Regions from separate parts of the Mus musculus genome. Here all the other regions are linked to region 3. Evidence: chromatin contacts called from public HiChIP or PLAC-seq data. All regions are on one chromosome and are shown on one strand. Each heading gives the region's core, a stretch centred on a gene start, on an enhancer-like site or on the middle of the called end of the contact. The rest is flanking DNA. Distances are from core to core; before and after follow the strand shown.

Evidence for each region. HiChIP or PLAC-seq counts read pairs in DNA pulled down with a chosen protein or histone mark.
Region 1: a contact with region 3 is called in a FOXA1 HiChIP or PLAC-seq map of pancreatic cancer cells. The contact joins two enhancer-like sites. A contact is called at or near these places in 1 of 115 datasets of contacts at active chromatin or transcription factors (pancreatic cancer cells) and 1 of 9 other capture datasets (adipose tissue).
Region 2: a contact with region 3 is called in a FOXA1 HiChIP or PLAC-seq map of pancreatic cancer cells. The contact joins two enhancer-like sites. A contact is called at or near these places in 1 of 484 Hi-C or Micro-C datasets (CD8 T cells), 3 of 115 datasets of contacts at active chromatin or transcription factors (CD8 T cells, bone marrow-derived dendritic cells and pancreatic cancer cells) and 1 of 9 other capture datasets (adipose tissue).

Annotation. Positions count from the first base shown.
Region 1 is chr7:66,337,345-66,341,070 of GRCm38.p6, forward strand. The region is part of intron 3 of Lrrk1 (leucine-rich repeat kinase 1); the gene reads right to left. Among named protein-coding and RNA genes, the nearest start is that of Mir7057, 43 kb to the right of the region's middle. Within about 2 kb of position 2,472, at least 74 of the 459 cell types and tissues checked have an H3K27ac peak or open chromatin away from gene starts, as enhancers often do. A contact at or near this core is called in pancreatic cancer cells, where this site is marked.
Region 2 is chr7:66,367,146-66,370,778 of GRCm38.p6, forward strand. All of the region lies in intron 2 of Lrrk1 (leucine-rich repeat kinase 1), which reads right to left. Among named protein-coding and RNA genes, the nearest start is that of Mir7057, 13 kb to the right of the region's middle. Within about 2 kb of position 2,141, at least 99 of the 459 cell types and tissues checked have an H3K27ac peak or open chromatin away from gene starts, as enhancers often do. A contact at or near this core is called in pancreatic cancer cells, where this site is marked.
Region 3 is chr7:66,177,459-66,181,503 of GRCm38.p6, forward strand. No RefSeq gene overlaps it. Among named protein-coding and RNA genes, the nearest start is that of Chsy1, 70 kb to the left of the region's middle. Within about 2 kb of position 1,978, at least 151 of the 459 cell types and tissues checked have an H3K27ac peak or open chromatin away from gene starts, as enhancers often do. A contact at or near this core is called in pancreatic cancer cells, where this site is marked.

The DNA.
Region 1 (3,726 bases), core at 1,222-3,721, 160 kb after region 3:
AGCTTATCTATTTTCCTTTCTTTTTCTAGGTCCTTTCTTTTCCGGACTGATTGTGCAGGCTGTACCATCTGCAAGTGAGGATACTTTTATTTTCCCTTCAGATCTACATGTGGTTTATTTCACTTCACCTTATTTCCCTGGTTTGAACATCAGGTGGTCTACTGAATAATACATTGATTATAATTATAATAATTCTTTTTTATTTCAGAGGAGAGCATGAATGCAGTTTCTTATCACAAATTATGCATAAAGATTGAAGATTGCTATCTTAGAGATCTAGATCCCTTATTATTAGTTAGTAACCCCACCCCCACCCCCTTGGTAATTCTCTTTGCTCTGTAGTTCACTTTATCTGATCGGTACATAGCCACTCCTGCTTGCTTTTGCTTAATTCTTAGTGGCCTAATATATTTTCATCTACTTACTTTCTGAACACATACACATTCACACAAAATCACACATCTTCACACATAATACACACACACAACATACTCACACACATGCACATACATATGTACACTCACACACTTACATTTACAACACTCAAACACATGCATACATATACATACACATACTCACTCACATGCACACTCACACACACACTCACACATACATATATACTCACACACTCATACACACACACACAAACACTCTCACACATGCATATACTCACACTGTATTTAATACACACACCATTGTATTTAAAGTGAGTTTCTCACAGGTAATATCCATTTCTTATTCTTTTTAAAAATCCTACCTGTAAAACTCTGGAACTAAGCTCATGGATTTAAATCAATTATATTTAATATAATTATTTAGATGTTGAATTTAAGTCTGCCATGTGATTGTGTTTGCTTTTGTTTACTTTCATTTTTATTTTTTTCCCCTGTGAGCAGCTTGATTTGTTTTGATTTGGTTATACTGTTTTTTATATAGCGCTATGACAGTTTTAATGTTTAATCGTTTGTAGACAGTGACTCACCATGTATCCTCGGTTAGTCTGGAACTCTATGTGTACCTCTTTGTAGATCTGCTGCCTTCCTCCCAAGTGCTGAGATTAAAGGCATGCACCATCATATCCGGCTATATGCAGTTTTGTAAATGATTGCTTCAGGTATTGCATTATAGATATGTAGCCTACTAAAATAGACCGATAAAGTACTATTTTCAGTAATTTTAAAATCAGTTTAGATAGCATTGAAATTTTACCTTTATTAGATAATTGCCTTGTTTTTAAAAATCCCCTCTTTCTATATTAAGAGCTGTATTAAGCGATGGTTCCGTTTGCTTCAACTGTCAAATACAACTCGAGGGACAAAGAATGAACTAACAGCCTATTCTGTGTGCTTGTGCTTTGTTCTCACCAGGCTCCTAATTCCCAACAGCCCTTGCTTGGTTCGTCCTTTAGGTATAGCTGCTCCGTTAGGGACACCTTCCTTCCAGACGTTAGTTCTCTCATCTCCATCATTCCAGAATGTATTCATTTTCTCTTCCTTCTTGAGGGGTATTCTCCAGGCCATGGGGCTTTAAGTTGACCCCTCTCCTTCGTTAGTGCTTTGTGTCACTTCCCCTGGATCCTTGGTGTCTGACAATGTCGTTCAAATTGTTCCCCCCCCCCAAGGAAACATATCTCCTTCTCCCTCTTCCTCTCCCTCTCTCTCTCTCCTCCCCCCAGAGCTTCAGAGCTTTCAATAGTTTTGGTTTTGTTTCTTTTGTTTTTATGGTGGCTTGAGTATGATATGTGGGGAGCACTGGTCACTGACATCGCTCCTGTCGGGGACCTTCTTGCTTCTCCACTCTGCTGGCTTTGTCTTCTCTGCTTTGGAGGAGTTTTCAGTTTCCTAAATTAGGGTTCAGTGCGTTTCCTTCCACTCCTTGTGGACTCTGAGAGCATGAGTTCAGCTAAAATTCTTACCTCCTCTGGGGCTCTTTCAATCTCTTGCTCCTTCCTCACTCCCTCTCCCCCTTCCTCTTCCCCTTTCTTCTCTACCCTTTCCCTTCTCCATCTCTCCCTCTCCCCTCCCTTTCCTTTCTTCCTTCCTCCATCCCCATCTCTCCCTTTTCTCGTTCTCTTCTCCTTCCTCTCCTCTCCCCTCCCCATATCTCGCCCTCTTTCTTCCCATCTCTCCCCCTTCTTTTCCATCTCCCCTTCTCCCATCTCTCCTCCTCCCTGTGTCTTCCTTTTTCCCTTCCCTCTCATTCTCCCCTTCCCTCCTTCTCAATCTATCAGGGTATAGATTCTTTCTTCTGTCTTCTCTATTCTAGACTTGAGTCTGTCTACAAAAGAAACCTTCAGCTATTGTATTTTAGAGATTCTAAAATTTCCATTTCATCCCCCTTTGCTCCTCCATGACACTCCTTCTTTGGTGACTCCTGCTGTTTACTTTTGCTTTAAGCATGCTCGTGTTTGCTCGCAGGAGTGTTTGGTCTGTTTTAGAGGTCTTGTCTGAGCTTCCAAACGTCTGACTCATCCAGCTGCGGACACTGTGGCTGCCCTGTTCTCTCTGAGTGATATTTTTCTGTTTCCTGAGGAGAGTGTGTTTATTAGGATCTGGTGATTAGTGAAAATGTATTTTAGGAACGGGATCCTATTCAAGTCCTGGGCTTGGACTCTGCTAACTCTGGTGGGTGAACAGTTGTGTGGATTAATCACTCCTGGGAAAACAGGAACTACTCAGAATTAGATGGGACAAGGGGAATGGACTCCTGGGTCCTGTTGGGCAGGAAGGTCTTTCATGCTCCTTAGGTCTCCAGTGAAAGCAGTGTGTGTGTGTGTGTGTGTGTGTGTGTGTGTGTATGTTGGGGGGATGGTTATTATATTACCACCTAGTGCCTGAGTGCTGATTAACGTCCCAGCTCCCAGCAGACTTCTTGGATGACTGGGACAACTTTTACAGCCTGGCTGGGTTAGAGCCTCTCCACCTGGCCTTGGCAGGAGTGTGATGGGGAAGGGCTGCAGACACTGCTATGGTGTGGCTGGGCGTTGCCTATAGACTGTTTTTTCATGCTGCCCTTGCCTAGTGCTCTGCCTTCCCTTAGAGCTTCTTTGTCTGTGTCCATTTGTTTCTGAGTCGCCAGCTTCTTGTTGTTCTATCAGGGATGCAACGAAGGTGAGAGGGACCCCCCAGAGGTGCAACACCCCCCCCCAGCTCTGACCACACTAGCAGGTCTTTTCTCTCTCACTTGAAAATGTCCACTGCAGTGCATGCAGCATTGCTGTGTACGGAATGTGCAGGGTTCTCAGCTGCACCGAGAGAGGAATGCTGAGACGCACACCAGTTCCACCAGCTTCTCTTCAGTTTTTAAAATCACGCCTAATTGTTTTTATTTTTTATATGCACTAGTACATGACTTTCTTCTGCATGCCTGCATCCATTCGTCCTTCTTAATAGAAGTTACCGGCTTATTTACTGAAACTATATTGGAGAGCTTTTCAAATTGTGTTGAGCTGTTATCTGACGCTTTGGGAATTCTTCATAGCATCCTACAGCCAGGGAACACTGGGGATTACATCACCTTGTGGACCCAACAGTTGGGCCATCTCGCACACATAGGTGTGGCCCCGAGAATTCATAACCAGAGCAATATCAAATGTCCTCTTCACGGTGCTCATTGTCTCCCAATCTCTGACTTTTCTGAGAATTGGCTAGAGGCTTAAAAATGGAATCATTTCTAACATTAAATTAAATGATTAAGCCTAGGCTAACCAAAGTAATGCAAACAAAG
Region 2 (3,633 bases), core at 891-3,390, 190 kb after region 3:
CCTGTGGTTGAGTCCAGCCTGTGCCAGGCAGTGGGGACAAAGAGATCTGTCCCATTTGTACTAGAGAAACAGAGTGGGAGGCAAGACTTACACACCTGATAGATGCTCCTGCTCAGGAGACATGCTCTGGGTGTGCCCCACAGGGAGTCTGCTGCTGTCTCCTTGTCTGCTTCCTACAGACTGTTGGGACTGATAGAGGCTGCACAGAAATCCATGAGGGGAGTCTCAAACACAAAGACTGAAACCCAACCAGATAGCCACAACCCTTGAGGAAGACCAGAGATGAACCAAATTGCTAGAGAAGTTGGTATTCAGCCCAGTATATATTCTCACAGGATGCCAGGCAGATGTGACCCATGGCACAGGTACAGACAGAGTTCACGTGGAGGTATGGGCAGCTGATAGAGACAGTGTCTGTGAGGGGCAGGGTCTGGCTGAGCTCAGAGTATGAATTTCTCAGTATATCCTTTTGTTACTGCTCTAAATAGGGTAGGGGAAATGTAAGCTAGTCACTGGAATGAGGGAGATCTAGGCTCTCATGGTGAAAGCTAATGTCACCTCATCCTGGGGACAGGCTGACTCAGCACCTGAACCCCCCCCCCCCCATGGAGTGTCTCAGGGCCACTCTCCAGCATCTCAGAGACCCGTCTCTACCCAGAACCAGCTAGAAAAACCAACCAACTAACCAACCAACCAAACAACCAACCAACAAACAACAAAACAAAACACCCAGGGAACTAAATGAAAACCAGAGAAGCTGGACAGTAGAGAAGCAGGTGAGGTACAGAAAGTGCAGAAGGTGCGGGAGTGACCGCTGTGATCTGGAAAGTCAAGCAGAGGCTACAGTAGCAGAGGCAGGGAAGCAGAGACAAGCAGGAAAGAGACACGGAGGGCACAGTTGCCCCGTCCCCACATGTACTCAAGGGGAGTCCAGGATTGCCCTTCCACACCAATATCTGCAGGTACTCAACCTGTTTTATTAAATGATGTAGCACGTGCAGGTGGCATCCACAGGTTACTGATGACACTCAGCACTACGTAAGTGTAAGCTAATAATTGTCCTATGGGAAGCCTTACGAGCATGGGCTCTGAAAGCGGCCAACACAGAGGTCATTTTTTTCCCACGCTTATTTTTGACACTCAGTTGAATGCACAGGTGGAGCCACGGATTGAAAAAGGAGTGGGTTCCTTTTTATCAAAATAAGTCTATAATAAAAAAATTTTAAAAGTGGGCGTGGAGGGATGGGTCAGGGATAGAGTTCTAGCTGCTCTTATGGAGGATCCGAGTTCAATTCCCAGCACTCATATGGCAGATGGCCACTATCCATACCTCCAGGCCCAGGGGATCTGACACCCTCTTCTGTCCTCCTGGGGACACCAGACTTGCATGTGGTACACAGTCATACATGCAGACAAGACACTTATATACATAAAATTAAATAAATAAATTCTCAAAAAATCAAATAAAAATAAAAATTTTTAAGAATTATCTAATACAATCTACTCTAAGAATATAATTGAATCGGTGAGAATAATTCCCAAATTGAATTAAGACAAGTTCTCAGAAATGGCAGGATACTAGGCAAGAAATTGGAAAAGGAAGTGGGAAATGTAGAAAAAGAAAGAAGAATATAAAATATAAAGAAAAGAGAAAGGAAAAAAAAAGCCAAGTCAGCTCCATTAAAGGAGTAGTGAAATAAAATCTTAAGGAAAGACAGACTGACCAAAATTGAGACATGGAAGCCAAGGGGTGGGATGGATTGAGGGAGGCAGGAGGGAGGGAGGGAGGGAGGGAGGTGGGAGGGAGAGAAGCAATCATGAGGCACCATGAGCAGCAGCTGGAACAAGACAAAGCATGCACCAAAGAATAGAAAATAAATAAAATAAATAAAGTCATGGGACCAGCCAAGAAAAATGGGACTTCTCGAAGAGGCGTTGAGCTCCAGGTCCCGGATAGGGTAAGTACAACCTTGTCAGGTAAGCAAGCAAGGCCACTCTCTGACAGATGGTTTGTGCCAAACACAGAGGAAGCAACCAAAGGGGCCTACTAGCCAAAGAGGAACAATTTAGCTCATAGTGATACTGAGAGGGTAAAGCCCTCATTGGTTGCCTGTGAAGGATACTCAGGAGCTGACTCACCATAGAAAAACAAACAGGGAAGAGCCAAGAGTCCTGACATTCCCCCATAGCTGACACCAAAGGAAGCACAGAGAAGATGCTGCCTAGAGATGCCTATCTGCTAATCCCTGAAGAAGGATCTAAGAGCACCCTTTCCTCTTGTTGAGACAGGATCTGATGTAGCCCAGGTTGGCTTCAACTCACTGCAGAGTCAAGATGACCTTGAACTTCTAATCTTCCTGCCTTTGATTCCTGAGTGCTGGGGTTATGGGTATTTGTTATCACACCTGGTTTCATAAAGAACTGGGGATCAAAGCCAGGATTTCCCACTGTGTACACACTGGAAAACCCATCAGGACCTTAATAATGACACCAGTTAAAAAATCTCTGGGAAAAAAAAAATCTAAATATCAAAGAGAGACACCAGACATTCTTTAACTCCTGAGGCAAAGTAGGAGGGACATGCACAGACCCCTGGTGCTCTTGCCAACAAATCTCCCTGAATCTATCCAGCCCTCCAGGTCCAAAGAAACCGTGGGGAAGAGGAAAACAAGCCAGCCCACACAAGAATGCAAAGCCAAGATCCAGACAGTGGGAACCGGCAAAGATCATGTGGATTTATCAGCAATGAAACTGCACAGAAAACAGAAATGAGGGAGAAAATAGAAAGTAAGAGTCTTAGGACAGTGTTGCTCTACAGGACACAGAGACAACACCAGCCAGCTGAACTGGAGAAAAACAGTAGTTAAAATGAGTGAATAGATAAAGGAGGCACACACAAATACCGATTAGATAATATTAATGGAATTTTTTAAAAAAAATTTAAAGTATGCATGTAATGTGCCCTGAATGCTTTTAGACTTCTGAAGTTGTAAATCTGTGTGTAGGTCCCAGGCATCTGGAGAGAGGTAGAGCATTCACAGACCAAGACGGGCCAAGTGTAAATTAGCTGACGCCACGTGACAGACACCATGGAGTTTATTACATTAGTCTCTTTCATTTTGTGATGCACACACACACCACACACACAACATTAAATGGAGAGAAAGCATAAAATGTTACACAGGCTAAAGGTTTATGGATGAGAAAGCCACCACTGTGAACTCAAGCTTAAGAAAGCATAGCTCCTCCTGTCCAAACACTAGCCAGGCCCGACCCTGCTTAGCTTCTGAAATCAGATGAGAACAGAGACTCACAGAGTTGTGTGCAGTAGACAGAACCTGTGGTTTCTGAGCTTAAAAAGTAGCAAGGGGAAGCGGGCATCTGTCTGTTCTTTGGAAGAAAAGGAAACTAGAAGACAGGGAGTGGGTGGGAAGGTGGGAAGGCAAGGTTTTCATTGTATTTTCTTTTAAGCTTCTGAATTTTATGTCGAGAGTAACAATTAAATTTTTTTTTTTGCAAGAATCCGGATGCCATTATGCTAAAACACTGGAAAACTATATAGACAAAATCAAATCAAGAAGCAGAAGGTCGGGGCTAGAGAGATGGCTCAGCGGTTAGGAACTCTGGCTGCTC
Region 3 (4,045 bases), core at 728-3,227:
TTGTAAAGGAAGTATTTCAAGCCTCCGTTGGATTAAAAATCGGGAGAAATTCTGTCTACTAAACGTGTATAGGCTTTTTGCCCTTTTTGTTGCAGTGGTACACGGTAGTAGGTATTGAGTTAGAGGTGATTTAAAGCTACAGGAAGAATATTTGTAAGTTCTGTGTAGATCCGACACCATTTTCTGTAAAAGATTGGGTATCACAGATTTTGGCAGGGGCCCTCCAACCAATCCTTGGGTAACTGGGGTTTGACCATCTGTGACAACGTGCAGGCAACTGGGAGTTCATTTGGTCCACAGTGACACATTGTACCCGCTAGCATTTCTAATAAGGCTGACAGCATAGCTCAATGGTTAGGAGTGTACATTGCTTCTAGAGAACCTGAGTTGTGTTCCCAGCATCCACATAGGGTGACTCCAGTCCCAGGACCTCCAGCCCTCCTTTCTGGGCCTGCGGGCACCTGCACTTCCGTGAATATGTTTTCTCACAGACAGCACATTTAAAAATAAATCTTTTTTAAAAATTTTTTTCAAATTAAAACCAAATAAGGTACTGGAATATAGCTCAGTGGTTGCACACTTACCTACCATGTGTAAGACTGGTTTTGAGCCCCAGTACCACGCAAGCACAAAACAGGCATAAAGAAACCTGAACAACCAAATCATATCTGAGAATCACTGTGGGAAGACAGTGCTCAGTATGTTGTTGGCTGCACCATCCTAGGAAAAAGAGCTACTCCCAAACTCAACCCCATGGCCACAAAACTTGAGTCATGGCAAAACAAAGAGAGGGCAGACATAATGGTGAGTCAGGCGAGCTTCAGACACATAGCCTTTTAGGGAATGTGGTCCACTCGGAGCCTTGCCCTGGAGACAGATGAGAAATGGAAGCCGCCAGCTCACCATAGGGGGTTCCTGACATGCTGGCATGGCAGTGGTGCGGGATAAAGCGGGGCAGTGCCACCAGGTGTCCCTCTAGAAACCAGGTATGGTTTTTCTGGTGGGAAAATGCGTATTTGCAAATACATGGGGGTGAACTTGATTGGCAACCATGGAGCTACTTAACCTGTGCCCTAGGCTAGTTTTGAAGGCTATTTTATAAAATTACATTTAATAGGTGTTAGTTAAGATTTTTTTTACTGTCGATTGGGGATGGTGGCATACACCTTTAATCCCAACACTCTGGAGGCAGAGGCGGGTGGATCTCTAAGTTTGAGGCCAGCCTGGTCTACAGAGCAAATTATAGGATAGCCAAGACTACACAGAAAAACCGTGTCTCAAAAAAACCTAACAAAACAAAACAAAAAAACAAGAAAATGGATGTTGGCTTTGATGTTCCCGGAAGACCCAGTACATCACTAAGTTGGAAGATAGTGTTTAGCCATGGGTTTGTTCCAGCAATGAAGACTCCACAAATGGGAGTTGTATCAGAAGAGTGGGCAAAGGAAGACAGCTGGGCAGGGACAGCACTTGTCCCACCCCCAGCACCAGTGCCCTGAGGATTTCGTTAGGGACCTTGGGCTGCAGGGAACTGACCATAGTCATATCTGCCCTAGCGACTTTCCAAGGTCCAGAGGTAGATGTGGCAACCATCAATGGGAAATGAGTTTACATTATGACTCGTGGGTCTTTAAAATTAGATTCAGAGGTAGGCCTTTCCCCCTGAGAGGCTGTGCCCTCAAGATCCTGAGTGCCAGCCGTTTCTCTGAGATGGCTTGTCAGGGCAGTGACTGTCTGGGCCACATCCTTGGGCGGATGTGACTGGTAGATTTCATCAGTGTGGACGGATTGGAAAGCCCTGTCCAGCCCCAGCTGGTTTCCTGTGGGTCTGCCAGAAGTCGCTGGGCAGCCTTAGGTGCTGTGCCTGCCCAGAAGTTTCCTCTCAGCTGCCAGGGCCAGCGCTGAAGCAAGGAATATGTTTGGCTTCCACTTGCTTCTGTTAGCTCAGAGGCTGTAGGCATGCGCACACCATCTCTCTAGCCTCCCCTCATGTGAGGGCTGCTCAGGGTGGCGCTTCCCTTTGAACCGCAGCTAATTGCTCCCTGACTGCTCCACTGCGCAATTCCACCCAGGGCCCTCTCCCTACCTCCCGGGAGGAGTGCCCCATAGCAAGCATCCTTCCTGGCTGCCTCTCAGTTTCAAATGAGGAGGAAAATATTCATGAGCCCCAAGACTCAGAATCACATAGAATTCCAAAGAATAGGTATAAAACTGCCACAGATTGTCCGAAAAAGAAGTCATCTGAGAGAATTCGAGGTTGCCAACGTGCAACAGGAATGCTGTGCAGGCTGAATTCTGATTGTGACATCAGGAACACAATCTCTACTTGGGACAAACAATGGCTGTGCTTTGGCTCTGAGTGAACAGGTATCCGTTACCTCAAATCTAGGACCAGTGCCAGTCTGTGGCTCTGGGGTGAGCCAGAGAACCGGATGCAAGCATGCTACCCTGCTCCCTGCATCTCAGCCAACATCACTGAAGGCTGTTGCCTTACTGTGACTCTAAATTGGGAGGGACGCTGGCTCAGCTGTACATCCTGAAATACCAGGTGACCCAGGGCTCAAGACCAGAGGAAGGATAACGGGTCTTCATACTGTGGGATGTATCTGAGTAGCCCACTTTACAGATAACCCGTGGTTACATAGACTCATGAGAATGTGCAGGGAAGGGTGTCTACACAAAGGACTGTCACGCCATTCCCCTTACACAAGAGCCACAGGCTCGGAACCAAACAGAACTGAGTTTGGGTCAGCAGTGTTCTGGGCCAGCTCAGACTGGAGAACACGCCTCATTTCCAGCCCTGCCTGTGATATCACAATGCGAGTCAGTAATCATTTACACTTCAGGAAATGGCCAGTGCTTCAAAGCAGGCTTAATTTTTTTTTTTCTAAGTTGGTTTTGCCACAAAGCACTGGTTTGAGTCAACTCCATAGACCTCAGGTCCCAATCTGCTGCTATGTGATCTTGGGCAGATTTCCTGTGTCAGAGTTTGGTTTCCTGCTCTGTAAAGAGGGCATGGTTACCCATCTCCTCCCCAAGACTGACGGGGTATTTTGTGGTTTTATGTCAGCTATAATGGCAAGTACCATCACCACCTGTCATGTCCCCTGAAACTACTGCTTGATCCGACCATCCTGCACTTTACCCAGTGGTCCTCAGCTGCCTTTCTGACTTTACCTGTCCACATAACCCCTGCCTCATCTCTGCACCCAAGCATGAACCAGAAGAACCTGAGCTCCAGTCACGTGGCATCTGGAGTGCCCCCTCCCTCTTCTGGGCACACCTGCAGACTTGGCCAGTACCAGCCTCGGACCAAGGTTTCTTCCCGCTTGTCATAGCAGGTTCTAGGTTTTAGCTGCAAATGCCAAATCTTCACTTCCCTGTGACCCAGCTAGCATAGCGGACTGGGCAGGAGCAGGATCCAGCCATCTTGGAGCCCCATGAGGGATGTGATAAGTCACTGTGCAAAGCCGAGTTAGTCAGCCTTTGTGTTGGCTGGGGTATGTGTCAAAGGAAAATCAGAGCTAAAATGAGATACTCCTATAAAGGCAGCTGTGGCTTTCAGCTTTTCCAAGAAAAAAACCAAACGGCTCTCAGTGAAAGACAAGAGCCACGGAATACCTCTCAGCTGGAATCCTGAAGTGAGTGTTCCTGGGTCAGTGACTCAGTGCCTAGCACTCAAGGGCTGTTACCTCATTCATGGCTCTCTCTGTGCCTGTGAGTTCTGTGTTCCTGGCCTTGGCTTCTGATGAGAAACTGAAGCTCAGAGAGCGTGAGTAACGTGCCTAGGGTCACAGAGCTAGTAACTGATAGATCTGTCCAAACAGATGAGCCTCATTCTGGTAGCTGGTGTGTGGTGGCGATGGAGGTGGGGATGTGGTGGCGATGGAGGTGGGGATGGGAATGCGTTACGTGTTTTGCTTGTCAGGGATATAAGATCCTCAGCTTAGAGTACTCACCTACTACCAGGAAATGGTGGTCACTGAACGGAGTCAACTGTTTAAGAGCTAAAGACTCATACATAAGAGATCTTTAAAACTTTTCT